2 separate regions of the Mus musculus genome follow, and region 2 is linked to region 1. Evidence: chromatin contacts called from public Hi-C data. All regions are on one chromosome and are shown on one strand. Each heading gives the region's core, a stretch centred on a gene start, on an enhancer-like site or on the middle of the called end of the contact. The rest is flanking DNA. Distances are from core to core; before and after follow the strand shown. Region 1 overlaps Tmem45a (transmembrane protein 45a). Region 2 holds the start of Tmem45a (transmembrane protein 45a).

Region 1 (3,358 bases), core at 50-2,549:
GCTGAAGAGAATATTGCAGTGTACATTCTGCTCCTTTCATTCCAATGACATGTGAAGTTGCACGGCATCTTCGAACAAGTGTCTTTATAGATAAAGGTAGGTCTCACAACTCAGTGTCTCAGTGTCGAGACTGATGGGAAGCTGAGAATAGAACTAAGGATGCTACCAGCATCTCCTTTTCTTCCTCCCTTTCCTTCCTTTTCTCTATCCCACTTATTTATTTGTCGTAGACATTTGGTATCCGGAATTGTTCAGTGGCCATTAGCCACATGCAGCTACTGAACACATGAACTGTGAGATGCTTAATTGGATGCCGAGTGTGAATTTCCCTCTACTTTGCTCATGACTCATGTTTCCGGGACATTGCTCCCCTAGGAGAGGTGGCACCGATTTTTTTTTTTTTTGAGTTTTGAAAAGTCTTCCTAAAGAAAGCCAGATGTGGTTGGTTCCTGAGGAGACACTCAGCTGCCCTCCTTCCCTCCTACACTGATGTTCTCATAGAAGACCAAGTCTTACTTTTAAATTTATTTCCACTTTGCAATCTTATTTTCTCCAGAATTGTGGAAACGGTCTCTCTAGAGGAAAACAGAATGCCAGCTGCTTTATTAGCAGTTACTTTCTGTCGGTCACATATTTAAATGGTACAATCAGGATGTATCCAGGTGGAATGGGTGTTTTATTTAGTAAGCTTAAGTTCACTTGGCTACTGAGAATTTAAGAGGACTACATGACTTACACTCCCCTCTGTAGGTTATGAACATGGCACTGAGAATTTAATTTTATTAATTTATTTATTGTGTCATTCATCCAACATCTGCTTGTCCTCAGCAGTGGGAAAACTCACGGTGCTGGCGCTGATAGGTCCACACAAGGCTCCCTGACTACTTGGAACTTGTGCTGTGGTGAGAAGAAAGGCGGGATGTAAGGATTGGGGGCTGGGATGTGAACTGGCTATTTTCCCCTTTCTTCTCATGCAGAGCTACCACAGAGCACAGCCTCAATGGTGTAAATTCCTCAGACCAGTGTGTTCTTCTTTCAAAGTGGTCAGTACCTAGCACGCACATTAGTCCCTTCATGCCTTCTTCTTACCACGCTAGTCTGACTCAGAAATGAGTATCTGCAATAAATACTTGATAGCTTTCCTCATCTGCAGCTTCTTTCTCCCTTCATACATTTCGGGTGTGACTGTCATTTCAGCCTTGCTGAAATACCATTGAAACACATACTTGGCTCTCTCCAAAGCTGTTTCTAGCACTTCTTGGCATGGGATCAGGGTGCTAGGAGGAGTCGTATTTCCTGCACTTTCACGCTCACCCTTCTTTTCAGGGAGTTAGAGAAGAATGGCCTGCAGCTAGTTTCCTTAGCCGAGGCTCAGCAGACAAGAAAGCTTAACTTCTAGACGGGATGGTCCCTGTCCCATGTTAACTCCTGGATCAGACATATTGGCATCTATCTTCCCTGTCCTCAAGAGCTGAGGACACGTCCTTCTCTTGGCTGGCTGAATGATGTTTGCTCAGGTTCCAGAATCACCAGACAGATTCAAATCCCAGCTGCACCACTAAACAGGCCATGGGAACTTTTCTGCTAAGTTATTTATTTTTTCCAACCTTTAATTTCTCTGTCTTTTAATACTGCATCGACTTTGTAGCTAACAACCATCTATATAGTTCCAGTTTCAGGGAATATGATGTCCTTTTCTGGTTTCCATGGGCACTGAATGCACGTGGTACATAGACATACATGCTAACAAAATACCCATACACATTAAATACAAATTTTAAAAAATTATGTCTTGCCTAAATATTTAATAATGCAGGACACTGAATAGCTTCACTGTTTTTCAAAGTTAATATTTTGGTTTCATAGTTCTCAAATGCTAAGTATGCCACTCCGTCTAAATATGTAGTATAAAATGGCAGAAGTGTGTTTGGGACTGTCTTAGCCAGGGTTTCTATTCCTGCACAAACATCATGACCAAGAAGCAGTTGGGGAGGAAAAGGTTTATTCAGCTTACATTTCCACATTGCTGTTCATCACTGAAAAAAGTCAGGACTGGAACTCAAGCAGGTCAGAAAGCAGGAGCTGATGCAGAGGCCATGGAGGGATGTTCTTTACTGGCTTGCTTCCCCTGGCTTGCTCAGCCTGCTCTCTTATGGAACCCAAGACTACCAGCCCAGAGATGTCACCACCCACAAGGGGTCTTTCCCCCTTGATCAATAATTGAGAAAATGCCTTACAGTTGTATCTCATGGAGGCGTTTCCTCAACTGAAGCTCCTTTCTCTGTGATAACTCCAGCTGTGTCAAGTTGACACAAAACTAGCTAGTACAGGGACCATTCCATTAATTGTTGGAGACCCTGCCTAATCCCAAATTAAATTTAATTTAATAGTTATTTTTTTAAAATGACAAGTCAGCAACTCAAACAGAAATTTTAAAAATCAAAGATTCTAACACAGCAGCAAGTCAAAAATATACAAACTTATTTGATCCTTGCATAGTGGGGAATGACAGTAAGAAAACATTAAAGGTCTTTGTTTACTGTGCTTAACTATCGTGTTTCTATAAGAGAAAAACTTGGCACACACAGTGAAAAGACCCATTATAATTCACAGCAAATCAGCAGTGCTGAATCTGAGCTGAAGTGTGGCAATGTCCATCGGCGTTGAGTCACATGACAGCAGGTTCTATGTTACGTGCACTTGTGACCAGTTCAGAATAAAGGGTGTAGTGGAGTCCTATGATGCAACATAGACAGAAGCTTCCAGAAACGTCTTAGTCTAATTCTATGTGCTACTTTTAATTAATTTTTGGTCATTGGGCATTCAAAAACCCTTTGACTCTGAATGAGTTTGGCACAAACTTTGTGTGCCATTCCATGACTTCCATGGCAGTGTTGCACAGTTTAAGAAGCTGGACCTTATTATACTTGTTTTGATCCAGGATACAACAATGGTTTAATGGCTTTGGTGCCAGAGTACTAATAATTCTGAAGATTTTAGAAGCATGGAGAATCATTATTAACCAACAATATCAGCCTTAATATATGTTATATGGAGGTTTTATCATCAGATCTTTTGGATCCTATCTAATCCCATCCTGCAACTTAGGGATATACTTTTAGTATTTAATAGTTGATGAAAAAGACATATTCCCAATTTATGTGGCCTTTGGCAACGAAACCCTGGCCTAATAATATCCATTTTATCTGATGGTACCAACAACATTTCAGTCATTGTATACTGGACAATCTCATTGTACAAGTGAGGCAAAGAAAGGGTTAGCTAGTGATAAGAAATAGCCTGGGTATGATTCATAACAAATGGGGTCATTCAAATTGACATGTTGAAATATCCAGTA
Region 2 (3,388 bases), core at 653-3,152, 33 kb before region 1:
CAGAGCTTTCAGCCTTAGTCACTTTTGGGCCTATGATGAGGCAGACTATCATGGCTGAAACACATGGTAGAGGAAGTCTGCTCGTGGCTAGTCAGCAAAGAGAAACAGGAAAAGGCTGGGGCCAAATACATCCTTTAAGACCATGCTCTGCCACAGTCAAACATTGGATGGAGCTTGGAGACTCTTATGGAAGAATAGGAGGAAAGATTGTGGCCCCTAGGGGAATAGAAACTCCACAGGAAGACCAACAGAGTCAACTAACCTGAACCCTTGGGGGCTCTAGAGTCTGAACAATCAACCAAAGAACATACATGGGCTGGACCTAGGCTTTCCTGTTCATATGTAATAGATGTGCAGCTTGTTATTCATCTGGGTCCCAAACAACTGGAATGGGAGCTATACCAAAAGCTGTTGCCTGTATGTGGAATATGTTGTAGCTGGGCTGCCTTGTCTGGCCTCAGAGGGAGAGGAAGCACCTAGGCTTGCAGAGACTTGAAATGCTAGGGTTGGGGGACACTGTATGTGTGTGTGTGTGGGGGGGGGGTTCCACCTGCTCAGAGTAGAAGGGGAGCAAGGATGGGGGAAGGATTGTGAGAGGAGATGACTGGGAGTGGGGGGCAGTAAGCCGGATGTAAAGTGAATAAGTTAAAATATTTTTAAAAAGAAAAAAAAAAGAAAGAAAGAAAGATAACGCTTCACAGTGGTCTAACTTCTTCCTATCATGTCTTGACGTTAATGGTTCCACTTTCTCAGGCTTTAATACATGTCCTCTGTGGACATTCTAGGTGCAGACTGACATCTTCAGCGTCAGTGGATTAGAAGCCAAGCCTATGGCCTCACCATAATGTGGTTCCCTGAATGCTGGGATTTCTAGTGGGTCTACCTTCTGTCAGCCTTCCAGAGTCTCTTCCTTCTGGCTTCTGTAGATGTCCAAGGGGGCCAATTATGTATAGCCATGAGAAACTTGAATCTACATTCCTGCAAACGGAAGCAATCTTTTTTTCTTTTGTGAGGAGCCTGTCCTAGTAGTCAACAAACATGATGTCTGTTGACGGTAATGTATGAAAAGCTAGCTAATCCTTCCTTGATGACCAGCCCATTGTGAAGCAGCTTCCCATGACAGAATGTGCACCACTGAGCACAGATGATTCTGAAAGCTCACCACAGGACACGAATGACTTCATACACAATCAAACATGTTTGGTGCAATTCTACAGTCCTCAGACATCAAAATGAGAGTTCGCGATGTCTTCCCAACCATTACTCCTTTCAGCTGTAAAAGATCCTCAAGCATTTCCTCCCCACCGCCCTTTTCTTTTAAGCTTTTTTTTTTTTTTTTTTTTTTTTTTGCACTCACCCAGGGCTTCTTCACAGAAACGACCACATTTCTGAATAGCTCACGTCTTACTAAAAGGTTCATTATTCCTGAACCTTTATCCCAAAATAGCGCTCTCGGACACCCACTTTTCTTTTGCCAGAGAAGGTGTGGATAGAAAATCTTTGAGGCGGGACTGGACCGCCCATTTGAAGGCGTGGGTACGGTACTTCTCCAACCCCTTCTATTTGGAAATGCCTGCCCCCTTAAGCTACTCATCCTGATTCTTGTCCCAAACGATAACGACCCCCCTGCTTAAACAAACTAGTCCCTTAGAAGGCCTGCCCTCACGGACCAAGGGCAGGGGCAAGCTCTGAGTTCTAGCGACCCTTCCAACTACCCCACCCCAGACCCCACTGCCACGCAGTGCCACATCAGCGACTGCACAGCGCGCCCAGCTAAGTTCCTTTCTAGGATGCGAGTGGCCCAGTGGGTGGAGGCAGATTGAGCCCGCAGGAGTGGCGGGCTGCTCCACCAATCGGCAATCAGAGAGGAGGCTTTGCCTCCAACTGCAACCCCAGTCAGTGCCCCGCCGGGGAAACCAGATGAAGCACATCTGGACAGCTGTGCTGAGAAAGTTTGTGGGCCTCTTCCAGGCCTGCCACCCGCAAGGCACGTCCCCCACGTAGCCTCCTGCTAGCCACTTACTACTTAATTTTTTTTTCCCCAAGAAGCAATAAGCAACCCACGCTTGAATCTTTTTCTCTCCCTCCCCCCCACCCCCCATGTGAGGCGAGGCCACATCACATTCAACACAGTTTAGTTTTCATGGGGCTTTGAGATCAAAAGAACAGAAACAGCAACCAAAGCTCAGCTGCCTTCTGATCCTAACTGACAAAGTGGGGAGAGTAAGGTGTGCGCAAACAGGACAAGTTGGGTAAGTTGTGGAGACTTGGGGACATCTTCCTCCTTGTCCTGCTGAGCTCTCTAGCCTGTGCCTTTGCTCTTCTTGCCAGACTTCTGTTTGTTAAGGGGAGAAAAACATCTCATGCTGGGAAAGACTGTAAGGATATCGGGCTTCTTTCTTTTCTGTTTTTGGGGAAATGTTTGGTTTGCATTTTAAAATTGATGAGGGTTGGAGAGTTGGTGCTCATATAAGATTTCTTGGGAACAAAATTTTGACTGGTGTTTTGTTGTAAACCTTTCTTCATCCTAAAGTTATTCTTCTCGACTTCTTCTCCTTTCTTTTCCTCCCTTCTCCTTCTCCTTCTTCCTCCTCCTTCTCTTCTTCCTCTTCTTCTCCTTCTCTTCCTTCTTCTAACTCTTCTTCATTCTCTTGCTCTTCTTCTTCCTCCTCCCCCTCCTGTCCTCCACTATTTTGATGGATGACTGAGAAAACTCTCTGGTGTATTTAGAATTAACACAACGTTTGACAAATTATTTAAAACTTGAATCTTATAAAGGACTTACTGGATCCTTCACTTAAGTTTGTAGTTGAAAGTGCCAATATCATATCTCAAAGAGGGAGATCTAAATTCCTCTTAGGTTACTAACAAAATAATTAAATAAGTGATAGACCTCTCTGTGTGTCTGCAATCCTATAATTACATACTTAACCTGTTGTTCCATCAAAAATAATATCCACGGTGTTTATTATACGTGCGCGCTTACAGATAGTTCTACTTTATACGTCATGATTTAGCAATGAGGTGGTGGAAAATGCTGACCTGCTGGTGGCTCAAGGCCCATTCCTTCTGAAACATCTATGGTTCCCTCTGCCTGAGTAATGTTCCGAAGTTCAGAGTTCTGTTGCATGCTGGTTACTGTTTGGGGAAGATTTGACTCAAGTAGATCTTTAGCTTCTGGCTCTTAAAGCACCATTTGGGAATTTAGAGCAGAAATGATTACTTTTAGAGCATGTTTTTGTCCACAAAGGTAGAACAGTTTCAGAGGATTTAGAAATGCTGGGTTAGAAGGGTATTATTGCAAAGAGGCAATGAGAGTTAGCTCGTCTTGACCCATTCACAGTTTCACAGTAGATCTTGGGTAAAGCGCTGTTCCCCAATTTTCTCC

What was found. A called contact is a pair of places that touch in the nucleus more often than the background predicts.
Region 2: a contact with region 1 is called in a Hi-C map of uterus, with 4 times the contacts expected there. The contact joins the promoter of Tmem45a here to the enhancer-like site in region 1. A contact is called at or near these places in 5 of 484 Hi-C or Micro-C datasets (embryonic fibroblasts, muscle stem cells, nephron progenitors and 1 more), 3 of 115 datasets of contacts at active chromatin or transcription factors (embryonic fibroblasts, embryonic stem cells and stem cell-derived neural progenitor cells) and 1 of 9 other capture datasets (adipose tissue).

What each region holds. Positions count from the first base shown.
Region 1 is chr16:56,850,947-56,854,304 of GRCm38.p6, reverse strand. All of the region lies in intron 1 of Tmem45a (transmembrane protein 45a), which reads left to right. Among named protein-coding and RNA genes, the nearest start is that of Tmem45a, 34 kb to the left of the region's middle. Within about 2 kb of position 1,299, at least 53 of the 459 cell types and tissues checked have an H3K27ac peak or open chromatin away from gene starts, as enhancers often do. A contact at or near this core is called in adipose tissue, embryonic fibroblasts, muscle stem cells and 1 more, where this site is marked.
Region 2 is chr16:56,884,677-56,888,064 of GRCm38.p6, reverse strand. It overlaps Tmem45a (transmembrane protein 45a), which reads left to right and starts at 1,902. Exons shown (of 6, transcript NM_019631.3): 1 at 1,902-2,252.